Linked DNA regions of Sus scrofa: all the other regions are linked to region 2. Evidence: chromatin contacts called from public HiChIP or PLAC-seq data. All regions are on one chromosome and are shown on one strand. The core of a region is the stretch at or near the end of the contact, and the rest is flanking DNA. Distances in the headings are between cores, read along the strand shown. Region 1 overlaps KLF12 (Kruppel like factor 12). Region 2 has its middle 150 kb from the start of KLF12. Region 3 has its middle 280 kb from the start of KLF12.

Region 1 (3,307 bases), core at 240-2,739, 150 kb after region 2:
ACTGTCTTGATTAACTGTAGTATATTATGTGATTCATTCTAAATGATTGTGCTTCATAGCTCATAATTCATGAGTTCAGAAGTCTTTACAGAGGAAGGAGCAGGGAGTATTTCACTTAATGTGTTTGTCCCAATGGCTTATGTTTTTCTTATTGCTGTTTTTTTATATTTTTTACCTCGTATCTTCAGTTATAGATGCCTCAGAACAAAGAATACAGTAATACTTGTTTTAAAACCTGCTTGAATCAGGTGTTGTTAGTCTTAATAAAGTCTTGATTCAGAGAGGAAATTGCAATTTGGAAATATATCTTTTATATATTTCACTTATATTCTGAAGGTCATTTTTAAGATGACATTTTTAAAATGTCAGCAGTGGATGCAGCATTGCCACTGTCTACATAATTGAAAGGGATTTGAATATGACTCTTAAAAACTATTTTGTGCATTTCCAGTTTGCCAATGGTGATGAAATCTTGCCAAGAGCCGTAGAATATTATGCTGTGCTTTCCTGCTTAAGCTCTAATATTTCAGCACCCTAAATAGCATCTGTAAAATATTTCTTTGTGACCGTATCAAGGGTCTTACTTCCAGGAGCTGTCTTCATCACCCCTTTCAATCAATCAATCAAGTACTCAATAATATATAAATATGATTTATATTAAATGATTATGTATATATATTGCATTAAGTTTTTTCTTTTACTCAATTTTACTGCATTTGAATTTGTCCCTTTACCATCTGCCACTAGAAAACATGAAATAAATTCTAAAAAGATCCCAGTTATTCATTATTTTCTATTCACATATATTGGCATAAAATCTGGTCTTAAGCTCTTTCACGTATATTAACAGTCGCTCTCATTGAGAATGTTTGTGGACCAGGCTCCCCAAACCTGACTTGGCTTCATTCTTTCCACCCATTCCAGTATGTTTATGAAGTGCTCTCAGCCGCTGGATTAGAGCAGGTTTTCAAAACATATGCATGCATATACATTAGCCCAACTTGTGAAAGTTCACATTGAAACTTTTGCTCTGTGACTACCTGTGATGAACAGCTACTTAAACCATTGAGCATTAGCAGTGGGTGAGTTTTCCTCTTTGTATTTGAAAGGCATGAGAACAGTAGCAAGCCTTTCAGAGAAAGCTTCAGTACCCTACCAAAAAAAAGTTTGTTTCATAGTGATGGGCATATATAGTGCCCATAAAATTTCTTTTCCATGAAGTTTCAAGGCTTTTTCTTGACACAGGCTAGAAAGAATGTAATAGCAACGATCCAACCTTTCTTCACTTTTGAGCTAAGCAGGCACAGTTGCTTTGAAAGCCCCAGTCAATGTAGGAGAAATATATTGTCAGCACTGGGCCACTGTATATTTGTGTAGAGTAGCTGCTTGGGCAATAAACATGGATTCCAAGAAAGTCAAGTCTGGGCTTTGCAATTCTCTGTATGATCTGGACCAGTGATTTCTATCTGAGTTTTAATTTTCTCAGCTGCACAGTGGAACTAACAACACCAGTCCTACCTATTTCAAGAGTTGTTTTAGAGGTGAAAGAAATTATGCCATATTTGTGAAAACAGCTCAGAGCTGTAGCATTCTAAAGGTGTGGGTGGCGCTCGATACTATTATTTATATAGCATAAAACAGAGATTCATGAGCATGACATCACATCACAAAGTCAAATATTTTCAGAATTGGAAGTGCTCACAAAGGTCATTGACTCTAATATGTGCTTGGTATGTGGCTGTCTTCCATAAGAGTTGGTCGGTTACTTTCGTGCTATGATGAGTACTCCTTGGAATTTCCTACTGCATGTGGCAGTTCATCCTATTTCCAGACATCTATAGTTACATTCAAAGTTCTTCCTTTTATTAGCCAAACCAGTGGATTTGATAATGATCCAAACTATAAGGGTATCACATATTTATTAAAATATCATCCTGCATGAGGTCATTCTTCCATCGAGTCACTTCACCCTTGGGTGTCTCGTTTCTCAGACTGGGGATATGAGAACAAAATGATATACAGGGTTTGAGAAAGATTGTGCAATTATTGAAGTAGGATAATAGCTTTATAATTTGAAAAGATGGTGCATTTGAGAAGATGATGTATTACTCATTTTAAAAAACATTAAAGCATGGAAAACCCCATCACCTCCCAGCCTCATACCCGTTATCGTTTGTATTATTTACAGCATCTCTGTGCATTTAAACACATAAATAGAGACAGTTTTACAAAAATAGAATCATATTTATACTTGGTATTTGCAGTATATTTTTGTTTGCTTCTGATGTAATGGAAGCAAATGGAACTGAGTTAAGATGAAAGGAATTTATTACTTTCAAGTTAATATCCTTTCGCCAAAGCGATGCTACTACTGGAGAATTAAGAGGGAAAAAAAACCCTTTGAGTTCTGATAATTCAAGTTTTTTAAATGACTGAGTTTAAACAATTCCTTTTGACTTTTTGCTATGAAAGATGGGTAAATTAATGACATTTCTTTCTTTCTTTTCCCTCTTAGTTTTACATTATTATAAAAATTTAGGTTATTAACATTTATTTTCTGATTGTTCACTAGAATAAGTATCAAAGCTATTTAGTCTTAACTCTTACTTTTCTCAGAAATACAGAAATAGTGCTTCACTGTCATCTATCATTTGGTATCATTGTGAAGGCTGAAGCAAATTGACTTTCCACTTGGTCTTGTTTTGCTTTTAGTTCAGATGTCCATGAACTATTTTTAGTAGTTCAGTAACCTCATCAGTTTTGCTTCTTGGTTTTTATCATTCCCTATCAGTTTTTCTTGGATCCTGCTCTTCAACTCTGAGAAGTAAAATCTGGTTTTTTTTTTTTTTTTTTTTTTTTGTCTTTTTGCCATTTCTTGGGCTGCTCCTGTGGCATATGGAGGTTCCCAGGATAGGGGTCTAATTGGAGCTGTAGCTGCTGGCCTATGCCAGGGCCACAGCAACACGGGACCTGAGCCGCGCCTGCGACCTACACCACATTTCACGGCAACGCTGGATCGTTTACCCACTGAGCAAGGGTAGGGATCGAACTCGCAACCTCATGGTTCCTAGTCGGATTCGTTAACCACTGCGCCACAACGGGAACTCCAGAATCTGTTTTTATGTCTTCAGATTGAAATATTATATTTACGGTATCTTTTCTATTTGTTTTAGTCTCTTGTTTAGTAAAACACATAGCCTGTTTCTCCTTGGTTTTCTGTATATGTGGTCTTCACCTTTAATGTTTTGATTTTGCTTACTGTACTTTCCCATGCAACGTTTTTTCTGACCAAATTTTCAGTCAAATT
Region 2 (3,523 bases), core at 1,017-3,516:
GTCATTCTCCAAATCCACCTAGACGCCTCCATGCCCTTTTCTTACTGGAGGATAGAGTTGTTAGATAAGTACATGCTTTGAAATCAATTTTGGTGCCTTTTGACGGACAGCAGCCTGTGATGGGAATGGGGCTGTTACTTTTAAGCGGGGGGGGGGTGGGGGGGGTGGTGGTATTCCAGCTCCTAGGACATGCTCTTTGCAATTGGTATTTAGTAAGAACGGTGACCCCTCACCTAAAAAAAAAAAAAAAAACCCAAAAAAACCGACAACAAAAAAACTGGTTGTGCTATATGCAGACCTCATTCACACGTTGTTTACATTTTTTAAAACCACATAGAAATTGGTTATGCTAAAGGGGTATCTTTTTAGGGTAGAAAATGTTTAACTTTAGAAGCTCAGTGGAAATAGGATGTTGAAGGACAAACATTTGGTTGCATAAGTTATATCTTTATGGCTGCAGCCTGGTCAGTCTGGAGACTGGCTTGGGCATGTTAAGCTCCTTTGAGTTGGGGGGAGCACATTTTTGAGCAGACCAGAACTGGCAGACATTTGTAATGTATTTAGGAAAGAGGGTTTATTATTTTACCCTCTAATTCATAGCTATTGTGAAACATGCTAGCAGAAGTTGGGATATTTTTGCATGAAATTCTAATAATTTATGAACTCACACTGTCCTATAGCTGTATGAAAGCAACTAAACATCCTTGAGGGCCTTCTGTTTATTTTTGAAGGGTTTCAGTTATTTGTCTGTTAATTTGTCATGCCAGTTTAAAAGAAACTTCTGTCAGCTAAACTTTATTTTGGAATGCCTTGAATTACTATTGACTGAATGAAAATTGTTGTGCTCATAGGCCCTTAATATTTTTTTGTTTTTTTGTTTTTTCCCCTCCGGAAAGTTCCTTTTCCACAACTCAATGTCATTGGGGAGAAAATTGGTCCTGGTATAGCATTTGAAACCTTGACCTTAGCAACTCTTGGCCTGGGCTTGTTTACTACAGCTGCAGCCTATGTGTGTACAGAAAGGGAGGAACTGCAAACGGTGTGCACACTCTCTCCCCAGGCCAAGGGAAAAACAGATCGGGATGCTTGATCTGTTCATTCTGAAGAGCACCCATCAGGCATGTAATAGCGTTAGCGTTCTGGTCGTTTAAAAAAAAAATATATGTTCCTCGGGGATTACTTCCCAGCCTTCTGTGCAAGGTAAACACACATGCACTTCAGCAGACTTAGAGTGAGTTTTAGATGTTATAGCACGAAGCCGGCTGTTAGCAACTTAGTGAAATAATTTGGTCTTAAATATAGGTGTGTTTTCTCTCCGAGCAAAGATGACATAAGTGCTTAGGCCTCTAGGCCTTTATGACGGCATTTTGAACCAAGCCAGTGTGGGTTCATCTAGAGTGTTGAGTAACTTGACCAGTGAGGTGATGCTGTCAACTAGTTGAATATAGAAACGTCTTGGATGTTTTCACCACGATACAGAATGGAAAGTGTGGCATTTCATGTTTCTATGAATTAACATGAGACGAATCACTTTAAATCGGGGAGGGGGGGCGTCCAATGGTTTGTTATCTATATTGTGAGAGTGACAAACCCTTTAGTGTCAACGTCACCAAACGAGCTGTAGATGATTTGTGTATTAATACAACGTAGTTTGTATTCTGCAGAACTAGAAACGGCACAAACTCATTTGAAAAAGTTATGCCTTTTTTGACTAAATAAATTTCCTTATGCTTCCATGTTGATTCATGAACAAGAGCTAAAAATCCCCAAAGAGTTTTATTCTGAATCGACAGCACGGTTATGTTTTCCTTGTAGAAAACAACTTTCATTTTTGTAAACAATTCCTAAAATAGATTGCAGTCGCTTACCTTTATCATTTCCATTTGGAAAATACCATATGGTCCCAGAGTGGAAATAATCTGTATTTTTGCCCAGTGTTCATTTTCCATTTAAAATTCATGTGTATTTATTTTTTCAGAGTCCAAATTGTGTACGCCTTTCAGTCTTAAGTATGTGCACAATGTAAGGGTGAAAGTATTGCAATTAAATCACTGGCAACACCCAATAACCACAGCCTTAACTCATCCACCACAACTAGGGCTCTCAGAATCAAAATCTAAGTAAACAGATGGGCCTTGCCCTGTGCCCAGAAGGGCAGCAGCCTTAGGCTTTGTGAGACCTGCTTTGTGAGTGATTCTAGATCCCAGGCCCTTCTGGAGAACTGTGTGACTTCAACTGGCCAGAATTCATTGTCAGGGCGGGCCTACGGCAGCCACACCCCATCTGATGTCAGCTTTTGAGTTCTTGCGGTAGGGAACACATGCTGTGGATTAAATGGTTACTTTCTTTATATATTCTCAGTAATTATGTTACAAAAGGATTTTTCGGTTTTGGGTGTTTATTGTCATAAAAGTGGCTACTTGAGTAGTCCTGTTGCTCCATAAAAATTTGTTTTGGTCTGGCAGCAGATTACAGGATAGTTGCTCAAAGAATTCTGCTCTGGGATGGTCTTTCTTCCTGTCTTTTTTTTTTTTTTTTTTCATCTCAAAGTTAACTTTTATTTTGTTGCTGAATTTGATGGTAATAGTTTTGAATATTTATTACAGGCGTAATAATTGGACGGGTCCAAACAGTGTTGCTTTTTAGTGACAGATGCAGCAGCGGAAAGCCCTTGCTGCTGTGTTGCTATGTGGAAGATGAGGGGAAAAAAATTGCAGAGCTTTGGGATAGATTTCCCACCCCCATCAGAGGCACTAGAAGCTGCCGCTATTACAGCTTTGCTGGCCTCCACATCCAGGGATTGTGTTTCCTGTGCTTCATTCACCATGCTTAACGGTGTATATGGCTTTTCGCAATGATTGCTGGCGTGATATATCTGTATATACTACATATATAAATATATTCTCTATTTTAGATGTGTGTATATGCATAGTATTTATATTTATTATATTACATAATATTTTGTATTTATGAATGTGAGTTTTTGTATTCTCTAGTTATATTGGTATACACCCCATACCTACACCGTTCACATGATGACCATGAATTATGGTAAAGAGCCCCCTACCCACTTGAATAAAAAGGAGGAAAACAGGCAAAGTTTGTTTGTTTTGTTTTTTTTTTTTCAAGTTCTTTATTTAGTAGTAGTGTTCCCACTTTAGTTTCACAAGCAAACTTCTAACAAAACCTGAAATCAACCGTTCCCCAAAGAAAACAAACCCACAGACCTAAATGAGAACCAAGGTAAATGATTGTAAAAAAATGGCATAAATATCTGTAAAGAAAACCTTCATTCATTTCGTAATCGGGTATCTGCTAAGATTGTACATCCTGGAATCAGCACTGATTTAAGTGGCAGAGATAGCGCCGTTTGAGTCAGGCTCTCTTGCTTACTAACTCTGGATGACCTTGGTTCAATTTCTTAACTCCTCTATGTCTGTAAAATGGGAAAAATAATATGCAGTTTCCAGGGTTGTGGTGAGGGTACGATGAAATAACATAGGTAAAAATCACTTTGTGAGAC
Region 3 (3,385 bases), core at 607-3,106, 130 kb before region 2:
TGGCTGCACGCTGCGGTGTAGGTCAAAGATGTGGCTCAGATCCAGTGTTGTTGTGGCTGTGGCATAAGCTGACACCTGCAGCTCTGATTCGACCCCTAGCCTGAGAACTTCCATATGCCGCAGGTGTGGCCCTAAAAAGAAAAGAAGAAAAAAAAAAAGAAGAAGAAAGGAGGCCAGCTGCCTCCGCGTGTTCTCACAGCACCAGCATGTTCACCCTCAGCTTCTCAGGCTCAAAAATCTAATGTTTTCAGGGCACCAAGCTCTCAGTGTAAACTCACAGTAATCAGACTTGCAAACAGATGTATGAAACCAGACTCCAACTACAAATAGGCCTGTCACCAAGTCCCCAATATTGAAATTAGTATAACCACTATTCCTCTGCTCTACAGGAAGCCAAATCATAAGCAGAAGTTGGCCTGGCAAGCTTAAAATCAAAGGAAGAGACATTACCTTAACTGAGTATATGCTGCCATTAGTATAAGGTAGCCTGGGGGTCCAGAGCCATAATTCTGACAGCCTTGCCAAGGGGGCTAGAAGTGTATCACCAGCTGACCCCAACTCCCTCTCCTTGGCACAGTATCTGGATGAACACTTGTCAATACTGATCTCTGTGATCTTTCTTTTGTAATAATGAAAATATCTTTCTATAGTAACATTAATTCATTCAGGCTGGTTGCGGTTCAGTTGGTCGACCTAAAAACCATCCTACTTATGATACCTGGATATAACTCTGATTTTTCATGCATTGTTTCCGTAGGTAAACCCTCAGAGTTCAAGTGTATACCACGAATGTACAAATTCCTTCTGCAGCCTCCACAGGACATCAGTGGAGGTTCCAGAAGAGTCAGGGGAAAGTATGATTGGGGAAGTGAGAAAAATCAGGTAGGATGCTTACAGTATTTCACTTCTCTTCTTTATCTCTGCACAGGGCTGGTACATCTTGATTATGTACCAGCAAAGGGATCACAGAGAAAAATTCAATTAATGGCAGCAAAGATCTCTCCAAATTGCCCGTGTGTCTCTGATATTTTTTTCAAAGTGTTATCATCACAGTGAAATGCTCCTATTTAATCCATGTCATCCCGGTGCACCAGAAAATCTGTAACAACAAGGCAACTCTTTTATATTACGTGGTCTTTTCAATTCAAAGCCATCGAAACCATCTTTATCACTCAGTGCGTTTGTGAGATCCACTTTACTGCAGCGAAATAAGCAAGATATCAAAGATATTGTTTGCTTTGCTTTGTCTTTTCTGCACTCTCAATTTATTTTCTTTGAAAATCCGGTCAAGAGCATGTAGCTTACTGCCTCCAAACTCGTTATTAGTACAATAAGATAATTTTCACAGACGGCAAGAACTGAGGATGGAATTCAAACTACCAATGTCTATATTAAGATCCTATTTTTCAGCTAAAAGAGTCTTTTCTTAAATTAATTACAGAAAACCCGTTCATCCCTCTGAGCATTTAGACTTTTTTTACCCGGAGTAATTAACTTTCTGACCCTCCCTCATCTTTTGAATCTCGTGAACCGCTGTCGTTAGCGGCAGCGTTCGTGGCCGCATCAGCAGATGTGCTTTCTTATCCTCAGACGCCACGCACAGATGCAAATCTCAGCCCAAGCAGCCAGCCTCCTAAATGCAGCCGGGCGCGCCTCAGTCTCAGCAGAGACCCTCTCTCTTTGGAGGCTTTTGGCACACAGACTCACATTTCCAAAGAAAATGCCACCAAAGGGGATCTTCACCATCTGTCCAGCCTTTCTGGGGCGGCATCTTGGGCACATGGGGTGGGGTGGGGTGGGGTGGGGGCAGGGAGAGTCCCTGTTTCCCTCACGTCGCCCTGTGCTATTTTTTCCACCCACCAGGCCAGGAAGCTGCACAAATCTCTGGCAAACAGCCACTTTCAGTTTTCTCAGAAGCCAAGAGAGTGGTTCCCCTGTATTTTCCAAAAAGGCAAACACCGCCTTGTTCCATGAATCATTACTTAGAGAACAATCGCAAAGAATCAAACCCACCGCTTTCTGGGCCTAAAGAATCAGGCCGGGCAGCCTTCTAAATGCTTCCACTTCTCTTTGCCAGAGGGCAGAAAAGTGGTGTAGAAAATGGGCTCTCCTCCAGGGGAGCCACCCACCTGCTGACACTCAAAGACGGTGCTATTTCTACACCACCCTGGGACTTCCCAGTGGATTAGGATCAAACCCTGGGAAAGTACACCATTGTCATCCATTTCAAGCAGAATGCATCACCCACTTACAGCCAAAGCAAATCTGAAATCCTTGACGATTTCTTCTGACACCTATGACTAGGGTTCCAGGGCAGATATTGAAGTGTGGGCATTTGGAGAAGGCGGGCCTGGGCGTGGTGGCAAGGCAGGAGGATTGGGGTGGCGATGGTGAGGTGGAAGAGGATTTGAGAAAGAGCAAGGAAAGACATTCCAGAGGGAGGGGAACAAGGGCCAAAAATAACTCTTCTATGTAGAAGCGTCTGGAGAAAAAAGTTACTGAAAGTTCCTTTTGCCATGGATCTCAGGCAGTTAATTTATTTTTCCACTGATATGTTAATATATTTAATGTATATGTGATTAAAAAAAAATCCACTACCAGGCTTATATTTTAATTTGATCTGCCCAAAATAAAGTTGTCCACTCTTATTTCCAAAAGGTAATATTTAAATTAATTTATTTAAAAAACTGTATTGAGTGACTACTTTTTGTGAAACACTTTGCTATCTATAGGCTGTGGTGAATGGGAGATTCAAAAAACACTACAGATTTTATTGATAAAGTGAGATCATTAAAATATGATAAAACATGCACCCAGGAATGAGAAAATAAAACAGTGCTCTTAGGGCAATCCTTTGTCATTTTTAAGCCTTGACTTAAATTTATAAGATGAGAAAATGTGTTAGGAGATCTCAAAAACTTGTTTGCAATGTTAATGTTCATCATAGATTTTTCTTTCTTCCTTACTAACTTTGATTTCTTTAGCCGCCACTGGCCCCCCACCCCACCCCCTCTCCACTTAGTTCCTTCATTGCAACACTTTCACTACTTCCCTGGGCAATTTCATCAATTCCCATAGCTTTGATTTCCACTTATAGACTTATGATTCCCAAAGGTAAATAGATAAAAAGATAAATGATTGGTAGATCACTTGATAGATACATGAATAAATGATTGATTAGATAGATGGATAGATAGATTTTAGAAAGAAAGAAAGAAAGAAAGAAAGAAAGAAAGAAAGGAAAAGGAAGGAAAGAAAGAAGGAAAGAGAAAGAAAGGAAGGAAGGAAGGAAGGAAGGAAGAAATGAATAAACTTATCTCCTGGTCTCCAAACCAGATATTTAGCATTTAACAAATGTCTCCACCTGTATGTCCCAAATTCATTT

What was found. HiChIP or PLAC-seq counts read pairs in DNA pulled down with a chosen protein or histone mark.
Region 1: an H3K27ac HiChIP or PLAC-seq map of skeletal muscle shows a contact between it and region 2. The contact joins two enhancer-like sites. A contact is called at or near these places in 3 of 47 Hi-C or Micro-C datasets (embryonic fibroblasts and liver) and 1 of 2 datasets of contacts at active chromatin or transcription factors (skeletal muscle).
Region 3: a contact with region 2 is called in an H3K27ac HiChIP or PLAC-seq map of skeletal muscle. The contact joins two enhancer-like sites. A contact is called at or near these places in 1 of 5 promoter capture datasets (liver), 5 of 47 Hi-C or Micro-C datasets (embryonic fibroblasts, heart right ventricle, liver and 1 more) and 1 of 2 datasets of contacts at active chromatin or transcription factors (skeletal muscle).

What each region holds. Positions count from the first base shown.
Region 1 is chr11:46,301,078-46,304,384 of Sscrofa11.1, reverse strand. The region is part of intron 1 of KLF12 (Kruppel like factor 12); the gene reads left to right. Among named protein-coding and RNA genes, the nearest start is that of KLF12, 5.5 kb to the left of the region's middle. Within about 2 kb of position 1,489, at least 4 of the 83 cell types and tissues checked have an H3K27ac peak or open chromatin away from gene starts, as enhancers often do. A contact at or near this core is called in skeletal muscle, where this site is marked.
Region 2 is chr11:46,454,169-46,457,691 of Sscrofa11.1, reverse strand. It overlaps a transcript of KLF12 not described here. Among named protein-coding and RNA genes, the nearest start is that of KLF12, 150 kb to the right of the region's middle. Within about 2 kb of position 2,266, at least 19 of the 83 cell types and tissues checked have an H3K27ac peak or open chromatin away from gene starts, as enhancers often do. A contact at or near this core is called in skeletal muscle, where this site is marked.
Region 3 is chr11:46,584,037-46,587,421 of Sscrofa11.1, reverse strand. It overlaps a transcript of KLF12 not described here. Among named protein-coding and RNA genes, the nearest start is that of KLF12, 280 kb to the right of the region's middle. Within about 2 kb of position 1,856, at least 18 of the 83 cell types and tissues checked have an H3K27ac peak or open chromatin away from gene starts, as enhancers often do. A contact at or near this core is called in skeletal muscle, where this site is marked.